Regions from separate parts of the Zea mays genome. Here regions 1, 2 and 3 are each linked to region 4. Evidence: chromatin contacts called from public Hi-C data. All regions are on one chromosome and are shown on one strand. Each heading gives the region's core, a stretch centred on a gene start, on an enhancer-like site or on the middle of the called end of the contact. The rest is flanking DNA. Distances are from core to core; before and after follow the strand shown. Region 1 holds the start of LOC100192599 (Rhodanese-like domain-containing protein 4 chloroplastic). Region 2 holds the start of LOC100502223 (EKC/KEOPS complex subunit Tp53rk). Region 3 holds the start of LOC100273148 (putative protein phosphatase 2C family protein). Region 4 has its middle 83 kb from the start of LOC100274679.

The links. A called contact is a pair of places that touch in the nucleus more often than the background predicts.
Region 1: a Hi-C map of ear shows a contact between it and region 4, with 1.7 times the contacts expected there. The contact joins the promoter of LOC100192599 here to the enhancer-like site in region 4. A contact is called at or near these places in 2 of 25 Hi-C or Micro-C datasets (ear and leaf).
Region 2: a Hi-C map of leaf shows a contact between it and region 4, with 6 times the contacts expected there. The contact joins the promoter of LOC100502223 here to the enhancer-like site in region 4. A contact is called at or near these places in 8 of 25 Hi-C or Micro-C datasets (bundle sheath, ear, leaf and 3 more).
Region 3: a Hi-C map of bundle sheath shows a contact between it and region 4, with 2.5 times the contacts expected there. The contact joins the promoter of LOC100273148 here to the enhancer-like site in region 4. A contact is called at or near these places in 4 of 25 Hi-C or Micro-C datasets (bundle sheath, ear, leaf and 1 more).

Annotation. Positions count from the first base shown.
Region 1 is chr5:143,937,444-143,940,143 of Zm-B73-REFERENCE-NAM-5.0, reverse strand. It overlaps LOC100192599 (Rhodanese-like domain-containing protein 4 chloroplastic), which reads right to left and starts at 1,426. Exons shown (of 9, transcript NM_001137814.1): 1 at 738-1,426. The coding sequence starts at 1,333.
Region 2 is chr5:143,970,744-143,973,443 of Zm-B73-REFERENCE-NAM-5.0, reverse strand. It overlaps LOC100502223 (EKC/KEOPS complex subunit Tp53rk), which reads left to right and starts at 1,290. Exons shown (of 5, transcript XR_004849579.1): 1 at 1,290-1,597.
Region 3 is chr5:144,350,845-144,353,544 of Zm-B73-REFERENCE-NAM-5.0, reverse strand. It overlaps LOC100273148 (putative protein phosphatase 2C family protein), which reads left to right and starts at 1,315. Exons shown (of 8, transcript NM_001360217.1): 1 at 1,315-1,844. The coding sequence starts at 1,525.
Region 4 is chr5:144,124,670-144,127,369 of Zm-B73-REFERENCE-NAM-5.0, reverse strand. No RefSeq gene overlaps it. Among protein-coding and RNA genes, the nearest start is that of LOC100274679, 83 kb to the left of the region's middle. Within about 2 kb of position 1,434, at least 15 of the 20 cell types and tissues checked have an H3K27ac peak or open chromatin away from gene starts, as enhancers often do. A contact at or near this core is called in bundle sheath, ear, leaf and 2 more, where this site is marked.

The sequences.
Region 1 (2,700 bases), core at 177-2,676, 190 kb after region 4:
GCATAAAAATCTCTTTCTATATCTTTCTACTCACCACCAACTTTTCTATATCTTGTTTGCACTCTAGAGAGTCATTCTTGTTTTCTATCTTTGGCTAGCGAGAAGTCCAAGATAGAAGATGGCTACATTTAAGTAACCATTTAAAGAAACTGTTGGAGGGTATTTTTTACCAAAATCTATATTCCTATCAATTATAAAGAATATAAAGAGTTTTTTGGAGCTGCTCTTATTACATGAGAACTATTCAGCTTTCCACATTTGAAGGATGATTTTTTCACAAATAACTTTCTTTTGCATTGCTATACCAGCAAAATGATTTTATGATAGTTAAGAAAAATCAACTATGTGCTGATTCCGTGGCAGTCAAAATTTTCATAATTAGGAGGATTTCATCTTTGATCCTAAAAAACGAAAACAGACTAAATTTCAAGTTAATTTATTTTTTGAAATTTTGACACACCATGAGAGCCTGTACCTACTCTGCAGGATTGGTTCTTCAAATTTGATATGGACTCATTACCATAGACTAGTAGTCACTAATCAGAAGTGACAATGCAGAGGACTTGAAACAGTTAATACCATAGCTATTCGTTGGCATGCTGTTTTGAATGAAATGCAGAAAAATTGGTTTCTTCAAATTGTGATAAGGAGTTAATTAATCCAACTGGGAAATAACTAGAAGTATCTACACAGAACAAAGTACATTGCAGTTATTAACCAGGATCTGATGTTCTCACTTGTCAAGGATGATCAGCGTGGTGTTCTCCGGGTCCTTGAACTTTAGTGTCAACTTTTTCAAGAATCCGTTTTTGTCCTCCCCGTTGTAAGGTACGGCAGCAGCCTTCTTCTTAGCCTCCTTGAGATCAGGCGTGCCGGCCTCTCGTGCATCCTTGAGCGGCCTGATGTCGACGAGCTGCGCGTCGGGCTCCTCGAGCAGCCGCTGGTAGGCCGCCTTGGCGGACAGGACGGAGTAGGGCTTGGAGCTGCCGCCTCCGCCGAGAAGCTGCGCAAGGAGAAGCGGCACTGCGATGGCCGCGACGCCTGCCGCGACGACGAGAGGGTTATCGTTGACGAAGTCAACGAGCCCGTCGAGGCCGAGCTCCGGGAGCGCGAACCCGCCAACATCACCGCCGGAGTCGGACGAGAGGCGCAGCATCTCCTCGTAGGAGAGCGGCGCGGCGAGTGCGGCGCCGGCGCCGGCGCCCGCGTGCGCGAGGCCGAGCGCAGCTGAGAGGCGCGCGAGGCCCCCGCGGAGGCCGCTCCTCGGCTGCCTCCGAGGGCGCGTGGGACGAGTCAGTATCGTTGGCGCCGCGGAGGAGAGGATGACGGCCATGGCATAACGATGGCGGCAGCCTCCGGCGAGTGGCGGGGAGGCGGAGGCGCGGGGTCTACGGAGCGACGAGCCGACGAGACAGTGGCACTGGGGAGGGGCCGGGGGGCACCGCACCGCTGGGGATGAGGAGGTCGACAGGTGGTGGTGAGGTGCCCACTGGGAGGGGGCCACGTGGATAAAGAGATCAGAGCCGGCGGCCGTGTGCGCGAGAGGCTGGAAATTTCTCCGGACTGAGATGGGAATGGGACGGCGCTTTTTTGATGGAAAAAACAGCGATGCTAGTGTGTACCAGGGTTAAACTTTTCGTTATTTTTTAAGCTCATCGAAAACGAGTTTTTAAGCAAATTTCATTTTTTCCAACCGAGGCGGATTTTCAAATTTAGCAAAAACGAATTTCATATTTTCGGCCAAAAATCCTGTTTTTTCGAGCAAAAATCCAACTTTTTCGAAGATTTTTGTTGTTTTTACCTAAAAGTGATAACTAATTTTGGAAAAAACTAAACTTTTGATAGGATTTATTTGTGATGGGTATAATTTATGCTGCACAATAAATAATAATAGTTTCGCATATAACTTGTTCAACAAAATTAATATGCAACTAGTCGGTTGCCCGTGCGTTGCGACGGCTCACAAAAATATCCATCAAAAAGATGTCAAAAAATTTTATTGGTTGTCTCCGCTCTCCGCATAATATTTTTTTATTTGATTAACCGAGTCAATATCATGGTAAGGGAAAGGTCATGTAGACATGCGATGCCGAGCCATCGAACGAAAACTATAGGCAGCAAATCAGGGACCCCATCCCTCATCTCCCCCACTTCCAAGGTTTCGTAGAACAGAAAGGGAAGGGAAGAGGCAGTCATACATATTCGTTGCCGAAGAAGGGCACGACGAAGTCCTGGGCATCTGGAGTCGATATATGTAGTATACCGCTAGATACATATAGGGAGAAAGCACGCAAGCGGAGAAAGAAGCCTAACCGAAGCAGCTTTAAACCGAGAGGCACCCGCACCAGGCGTCAGTCCGAAAAGGGTGAGAAAATACGAGTGCCTTCCCAGCCCTAGACCCGCCGAGGCGACATAACACCACCACGAACTCCGTAATATATGTCGACTGCTGCCACGCTATGAGCCTTGGTTGTCCAATATCTCAGATCTGAACTCCTCATCGACAATATAACCTAAGCGTGGCCGGCGCCACTGTGTCCTCCTCGGTGGCACGCACGAAGAAAAAAGCCAGGAGCAAGACCGACTCGCCTGTACTCACGTCGACGAGCGCCGGTCGGCTCGCGGCTGTAACTATGGGCGGGGGCAGCAGGTTGGGGAGGAAGAACAGAGCAAAGGCCTAGAAGATGAACGGGACGCCCA
Region 2 (2,700 bases), core at 41-2,540, 150 kb after region 4:
CAAGACCAAAACAATACGGTGGTTTAGGCATTCTGCACCTTGGTTTTTTCTCACGGGCCTTACGCCTCAGATGGTTGTGGCAGGAGGCCAAACTGTTAAATACTTAGAGGATGGCGAAAGATATACCTTGCAATATGTTGGACAGGAGACTGTTTGCAGCAGCAACCTCAGTCAGGGTGGGGGATGGTAAGTCTTCTTTGTTCTGGGAAAGTGCCTGGCTAAGGGGTATGACACCTAGAGACACCTTCCCTTTGACCTACTCCATTTCTAACGGCAAAAATAGATCCATCCATGAGGCTCTCTCAAACAACCGATGGATTCAGGACCTACATTTTAATCACAATGATTTTTCTGCCGCGCACATACACGAATATTGTCAATTATGGTGCGAGGTAAATCAGCTCCGCTTAATGCACAATACCCCCGACCTTATCAAGTGGAAGTTTACTATGAGTGGCCAGTACACAACTCAGTCAGCCTACCAAGCGCAATTTTATGGCTCCACATGCAGGAATTTTAATAGTATAATTTGGAGAGCTTGGGCGCCACCAAAGTGCAAATTCTTCAGTTGGCTTGCTGTTCAAAATAGAGTTTGGACAGCAGACAGGTTGGCAAGAAGGGGATGGCCTCATAATCCGCGTTGTGTCCTATGCGCCTCATGCCCAGAATCTGGACTACATCTTTTTGCTGAATGTTGCTTCACCAGACATATTTGGGCTGATTTGAGTATTTGGGCTGCAATTACGGAGATCCATCATTCTTCTTGGCAACCTGTAGATTCGGTGCACCAATGGTGGTCGAATCTTGCAACATCCGCAGTGAGAAGCGTGAAGGGATTGCGAACCCTCATCATCCTCGTGTCTTGGACAATTTGGTGTGAGAGAAACTCGCGAATCTTTGAGCACAAAGAGAAGACCGTGACACAGACTATAGCGATGATTAAGGAGCAAATCCGCCTGTGGATTCTAGGAGGAGCAAAACACTTAGCAAGGCTGGTGTAGGTTTTGGGGAAGGGGAGGGGTTGGTTTTGGGACATTTGTGTCACCATACTTAATGTCTCCTTCCCTAGTGTGATGTACTTGTATATTTTAGCCCTCGCTGGCTCTCACCCTCTTTTTAATATAACAGGCAATTCTCTTGCCAGTTTTCAAAAAAATGTAGGCGTCCACAAAAGCTTTTGGTGCACGGTTCTGCCGAGGATCCCCGTCATAAACGCCCGCCATCGGATCGGACCCATACGCGATATCAGCACCGTCCGTCATGCAAGGTTGCCGAGGCCGCCATCAACGTCATCCTCCCGCAATCCCCGCCGACTGCCTTGCCTGCCCTTCCATCCTCCTCCCCACCCCTCCTTCCATCCTCGCCCGCGCGCTCCGCACGCATTCCATCCATGCTAGCCTACAGCAACAGACGCCCATCCCTGTCGTCGCGCTCGCCTCCCTCCTCTTTGTTGCCTCCGCGTCGGCCTCCACCCCGCTCTTCGACGCGTTTGCCGCCGACTCAGATTTCTGGTGCACTCTCTTCTCTACGGCGCGAGCAAGGGCGGCGCTTGCCATGGCATCGACGGGAACCAGGCATCACTCTTCCTATCTCTCTGGTACACATTTATTTCGTCTCACTCTGTGCTCGCATCTACCATGGACACTAGGGTCTAGAGTTTAGTAGCGCCGCCGCCAACATTCTCGCCGTTGTGACAAGCACCGACCGGTCCCTTCCCCCTCCCTCCTCTCGTCGGCGCCAGCGAGCCGCACGCCGTGTGTCGTGTGGGTCGGCTACCCGGGTATTGGCCACCAAGAGGAAGCAGCGCATCATCTACCTAGGCGACGGTCGCGGCTCTCTCGTGCCCCTGCTGAAGAGCTCTCTCGTGCCCCTACTATAGCTCCTTCTTTCTAAACACCACGGGCAAGGGCGCAAAGCATCGCGTGTTGTTGTTTCGAGATGCGTGGGCATGGCCGTGCTTTCCCTTCCGTTGGGGTCAAGCTGACCGGCCTCGTGTGCCCCGTACTCCCACCGCCATCCTGCACGCAAATCGCAAAAATCAGATAAAAAAGATTGGTTTTTCTCCCCGTTATCCTTTTCCCCCCACTAATCGCTTTAGGTTCTTGGTCAGGCGTTCCTACCGCTCTTCTTCCTCCCGTGTCGTCAGAGGAAGCCGCGAACAGCACGCAGGAATCAGGTGAGAAAGCGGCCACTCAACCTCCAACTTCCAGCTTTACTGCCATTAGTATTGTTCTTTCCAGCAAGATAGATGCTCGCCCGCTCTTTTGTTTGCTTGTTTGTTTGTTTCCCACTTTGGGGGAGAAATAAGGGATTTTTTTGTGTTGATGGCCAGGCGGTCTTGAGGACGAGGAGCTATAGGTGCAGGATGCAGTTGCCAGTGGTTCCAAGAGGAGCAAAGACTCCGCCGCCGCCGCCACACGCAGAGCCAATGTTAGCTCACCCTCTGTGGTTCACTCACACCCTGCCATCCTCCTTGCTCCCGCGCAGCAGATTCTAGAGGTTAAGCAAGCAGGTATCCTCTGTCCCTGATTCTTCTCTTCTTTCGTGTGGTAAAAAGATGCGCCATCTTTCCCATCAAATTGCTCCATGAGCAGCTAGCTAGCTAAACCCCACCGGGAAATGCGAGCGACGAAGAAAAAAAAGAAAATACCTCCATTGAAATTCTTCAGGGTCTTAGGCATGTCGTTGCGAAACGCATAT
Region 3 (2,700 bases), core at 66-2,565, 230 kb before region 4:
CCCATTGTATAGTCCATCCCTTGAAGTATAAAAGGGAAGGACCCCTCTTTTTTGAACACACGAGCACACCAACTGTAACACGCTCAGAGCAATACTACGATCAGCACTACACTAGACTAGGGCGCAAGCCCTGAACCAGTATAACAACTGTCTCAAATCCACCACTCGAGTCACTGCGATCCACCATTCGAAGTGAGTCACTGCTAATCTCCCCACCGAACACTAATCTTACTGCCCCTGATTTCCGAAACCACGACAAGTACATATTCACACATTAGTTCTAACAAAAAAACATAATAATACTTACCTGAAAACTTGAATACTGTAAATTGACGTGTTTAAAAAATATATTAAGATTTAGGAAGGATACGTTCCTGACCATTGTTGACACGACATGCCTGTTAGCAAAGTTTGACATGTTCAAACTTGTCGGCATTTGCTTTGCTTTATACTTCAAACTAGAAAGCATGTCTTGGCGCTTATGTATCTCTTTATCAGTGTTGCACAAGTCAAAAGAAATCAATTTGAAGCAAAAGTGCTTCATAGTACACCAAAAAAAGATCAAAGTAAATGTCTGGACATCAAACTATGAAATTCTTTGTCAAGGAACAATATCTGCCGAGCATCTAGGCAGAGACGATGGGCGGATGGGGTAGGGGCCGAGGGGGCGCCATCACATGGTTGCGCCGTTTAGATCCACCACGCGAGTCGTCGTCCGGCGTGGAGGAGGCGCAAATCCTCGCAGAGCAGACACATGAGGTTGCTCAATGTCCCGCTTGGGGATGGCAGCGCGGTAGTCGCTGTGGCGTTGGCGGCGGCGGCGTGGGACAAGGGGCGGTGCTAGAGATGGCAAAGCCGTGACTAGGTCGGAGCTAGCAGCGGCTGAGTGGTGAGGAAGAAAGCATGGTGGGGGCCGCACAGGGAGGTGGAGAGGGCAAATGCGAGTGGCAGTTTAGATAGCGTCCCCCATCGTGCGGCGGGGGTGGCGAGCAGGGCTACGGGCACGAGGGCTGCGGGACAGGAACGCGCGGCAAGGGGTAGGCCGGGTGGAGGCACAACTTTGCCTCTGCACGTACCCTATCCGTTTTTAATAGGAGCAGAGAAGAGATTTCATTTATTGTTTAGATATATATATATAGATTAAAAATATATATATTTTAAAACTATTAAAGCAATCCTAAACACACCTTAAATTTCGTTGTAAAGTGGATTGCCAGCTCCTAAAGCATTGCAAGTTTTTTTAGCAGATGCATTTTTATTTCCATTGGCCAATCTAGGTATAGTTTTTTTAATCGGGCAACACCAATTATTGTCGATAATAGTTCCTTGAAAACCGGTGCCTTTTTCTAGCGGCGAGGAGGCAGGCGGTAGCGGAATCTGGCACCGGCCATCACGTCCCCTCCCGCCGCTTCCTCCTCCCTGCCCTACCTTTCCCCAGATCCGAATCCATTAAACCAGCGGATCTTGCATCGGGGCGCGTCCACGGCATCCGGGCAAGCGAGTGGTGGAGCCAGCAGCCATGAGATGGTATGCATCGGTAGCCTCCTGAGGGCGCTGGTGCTGCGTGCGGCGTCGTCTGCGGGCAGGCGCCGGGGGCCCAGGATTCTGTGTGGCCGCGCGACGGATGTGCGCGTGACGCCACGGCACGGACACGGCTGGCGCGGGTTCCGGGCGGTCACGGGAAGGATGATGCTGGACTCCTCTGAGTCTGCCTCTTCCGCCGCCGCCGCCGCCGCGGAGGCGGGAGCTGGGGCGGTGGCAGGCCAGGCGCAGCCGCAGCGCCGCGCGGTGGGGGCCGTGCCCCAGGCGCACGATGGTGGCTACGCCAGCGGCGGATGGGAGAGGTAACGTTTGTGCGTGTGGTTTGAGGCTTAACTAATGTAATCTGTCGGCACTGTTATGGTACGGAATGGGGCATTTGAACCGGTTAGAATACATTTGTGTGCAGTTTTGCATTGTGTTTTTTCTTGCCTGCAGCGCAGGAGACTAATTGGCCTGAACACCGAGAGTCATGCAAATGCACCTTGTGCTTTTTGTTACTACAGATGCGTTAGTCATGTGGCACCACATTCCTTTTACTATTCATTGCCGCACATTAGAATCTAAAACGATATTCTAAGATGTAAGTGAGCGGTTGGTGCCTTGCTTTTTTAGACATCGTTCTTATTAATAACAAACATAAACATATATTCATTTTATTTATTATAGTATTTTACTGCTAAGATGCTGCATTTTACTTTCCAGTAAGCCACTACTGTTAATTATTGTGAGTGGTTACTTGTACCACATCATGTTCATATAGGTTAAACTTAATTATAAGATTTTGGGGACACCAAATATGAACCAGTTAATTTGTTTCGGTTTTTGAATTCTAAATTTATCAAATATAAAGACTTTTAGTGCTAAAACTTTGTCACATTTATATGCAAGTACATGTATTGGTCTCGTGACCACATCATAAATCAACTTCTAAAGCTTGACACTCTGAGATACGCTTTTGCAGTTCTATATGTTGCACATAGAGGTCGGCAGATAGCCTATAGCAAATATGGTTTGCAAATTTGCACTCTGATGGCTCAGATAGTCAGATTAAGCAATCAGGATTATCATGTCTTAATAAGCAAATGGTAGTGTTCATCTTTTTGCATGGGTGTTGGGTGGGGTGTTGTTGGCTTGAGTGAGACTGAACCGGCTACAGTT
Region 4 (2,700 bases), core at 185-2,684:
GAATGGGTTCACGCGACCCGAGATTACATTACCCCACCATCCAGCCACTTGCCAGGTGGGCACACGTTACTCCCGCCATCTCTCCACTCCCAGTGCGTGCGAGCTGTTCTGGTATTGGTCCGGCCGAGGCTAAGCTTACCCATGACGAGGCATGTGGCCAGTTAAAAGGTCCTAGATCATGTAAACCAACAATCGTTATGGTCCTTACACGACATAGACGGGCGACCTTTCCTGCTCACGTCTGGTCCCAATTTGAACTATTTCTCAAAACCTTGTACCTATCGGAGGTACCATGCTTGAATGATGAAGTTAATAAGGCCTTTGATAATTTCATCACTCCAAGCCCTTTTTCTTTGTAAAAACATGATTAATACATCAAAACATTTTGTTCCTAATCTATCAGCATACTAAGCATGTCTACATTTTTAAATCAGTTATCAAGCATGGTAATCAATAGTTCAAGCAAGTTATGCAGCAAAGGTTTAATCATTCAACCCTTATCACCTAATGAATCATATAAGTGATAAAAGTTTTTAAAAGCACAAGGAATTTGTTGAATGCACTAGGGCATGCCTTGATGAGGAGGAGAGTCAAGCTCTTCTACCAAAATATTGCAGTTGGCAGCAAAACCTACTGGAGCACCTTCAGGAGGACCTTCGGGAACAACTTCAGTTGGAGAAGCTTCAGATGGAGGAACTGGTTCCTCTTCCACTTCTTCTTCTAGGTGTTCTACAACTCAATCACATGTATATGAATGCTTACGTAATGATATGCCATGCAAACTCTCACCAGGGAGATGTGGAAAACTTAAATACTCTTAAATAAGCATATGATAATTATACTCATATTTCTAGGTTACTTAATGTTGGCTCAAAGTGATCAAACTAAACTTACTTCAGAAAATCAGAGAACTAAATATTCTAAAGCTTGTCAACCTTGCTGCTTAACGTTTTGGATTATTTAAGTTTTATCTAAACCTATATTAGTATCAGGGTTTAGGAGTTTCAATATCCACATTTAGCTAGTTTATGGTTTTCTGGACAAATCGACTCCAAACAGTCTAAGATTTTTACCAGGGGTTAATCTAATGGTAAATAATTCTTCCACAAGTGTTCATCATTTTTGGTCTTTTGGTTTTATTTCTAAAATTATTTTAAGCGTCCTAAGGGTACTTTTAAATGACTAAGAATTCACCTTTTTCTGAAAAAATACTAGGAATAATTTTAATAGGAACTACGCAATTTTGTGGACTCTACAAAATTGGTTTGGTAATTTTTGCAGTTTTCTACAATTTGTGATGAATTTTGCAATCTGCTACCAAAAATCAAAAGAACTACCTACACTGGGCCGAAAACTCAGACTCGGCCCACGAGTGCACGGGAAACCGGCCCTACGACCAGCAGTCCGTGCCCGCACTCGCAACTTTACATCTACGCCGCCACTGCGCTAGCAAATCTATTAGGAGTCTGAAACCCTATTCCTTTGTCTCACTAACATGTGCACCGAGACCCTTCTTCTTTCTTTTATTCCCAACATTAGGTCCCTGATTTAACCCCGACGAGCGCCGGCCAACCGCCATGCAAACCCGCCGGTGACGGCCTCCTCTGACGAAGCTAAACACCCAGACGTGATCCCCGAGGATGACACACCCATAACCCGCAGTGAACCGGACTAAGATGACATATAGCCTTACTATCCATGGCGGTGGCAGCATACCGACCTCCGGCGAGCCCAAACCATGGTCTAGGGCATGGTAGCGTTCAATCCAAAACTATGGTGAGTACCAGTGATCTATCTAGCACACGGTGCTCACATAAGTTTACCCGGGAAGGACATGGTTTGGTCAGTCCACACGAAGGTGGTCCGCGGCGGCATCCTGGACAAACCCGACGGCGTTCTAGCTGGGATACCACGGTAGCGTTCAAAAGGGAAACGCCATGAGCATCACCATCACATATGGGTTATGAAACGCGAACAACTTGAACATATTACGTTCTAGGTAAGGCTGACCACGGGGAGAGGTGGGTGATTCGGTGGGTGTGGTCACCACTGCCAGGGTTTTCTTCGAGTTCAAGCTTTCACAGCTTAGTAACCAGGTTCCTGGATCGATGGGATCGAGGTACGGGAACATGGTACACGGTACGCTACTAAAACTAGGTTTTAACACTACGGGAACGAGATTGTTCTCACGTTCCCGGAACGAGGAACGTGGCCACGTTCACAGTTCCCGGTTACTAAGTTTCACAGTGAACCAAAGGAATGGGGAAAGATGGAGGAGGTAGGTGTAAGGGATCAACAAGGACATGGTGAAACTGCTATGGGATCGACATGGCATGGGGAGGTTCAGCTCTTTGGTTTTTGGATGATTATGAACAGTCACCCAAGGCTGGAGTTTCTGGGTTTTTTGCCTGAGACTTAGCAAGGGTTAACTACACTAATAGGTCTCCCAATATTACTGCATGGTCAACATGCAAGGAGAGGGCTTAGAGGGGTAGCAGATGTGGAAAAAGCTCCTATGGACAGCAAGAGGGGCTGACAGACAGACCACACAGCCACAAGTGTGCTCAATTCACCACACCCTCCAGCTCATCCAAAAATAGTGCATGATGTACACATATTTTTCACACCACAATGCTTTAGCCTTCATCTTTATCCTTCAGTTAACTAGAAGTAACTGAGGCACATGAGGGAGGAAGATAT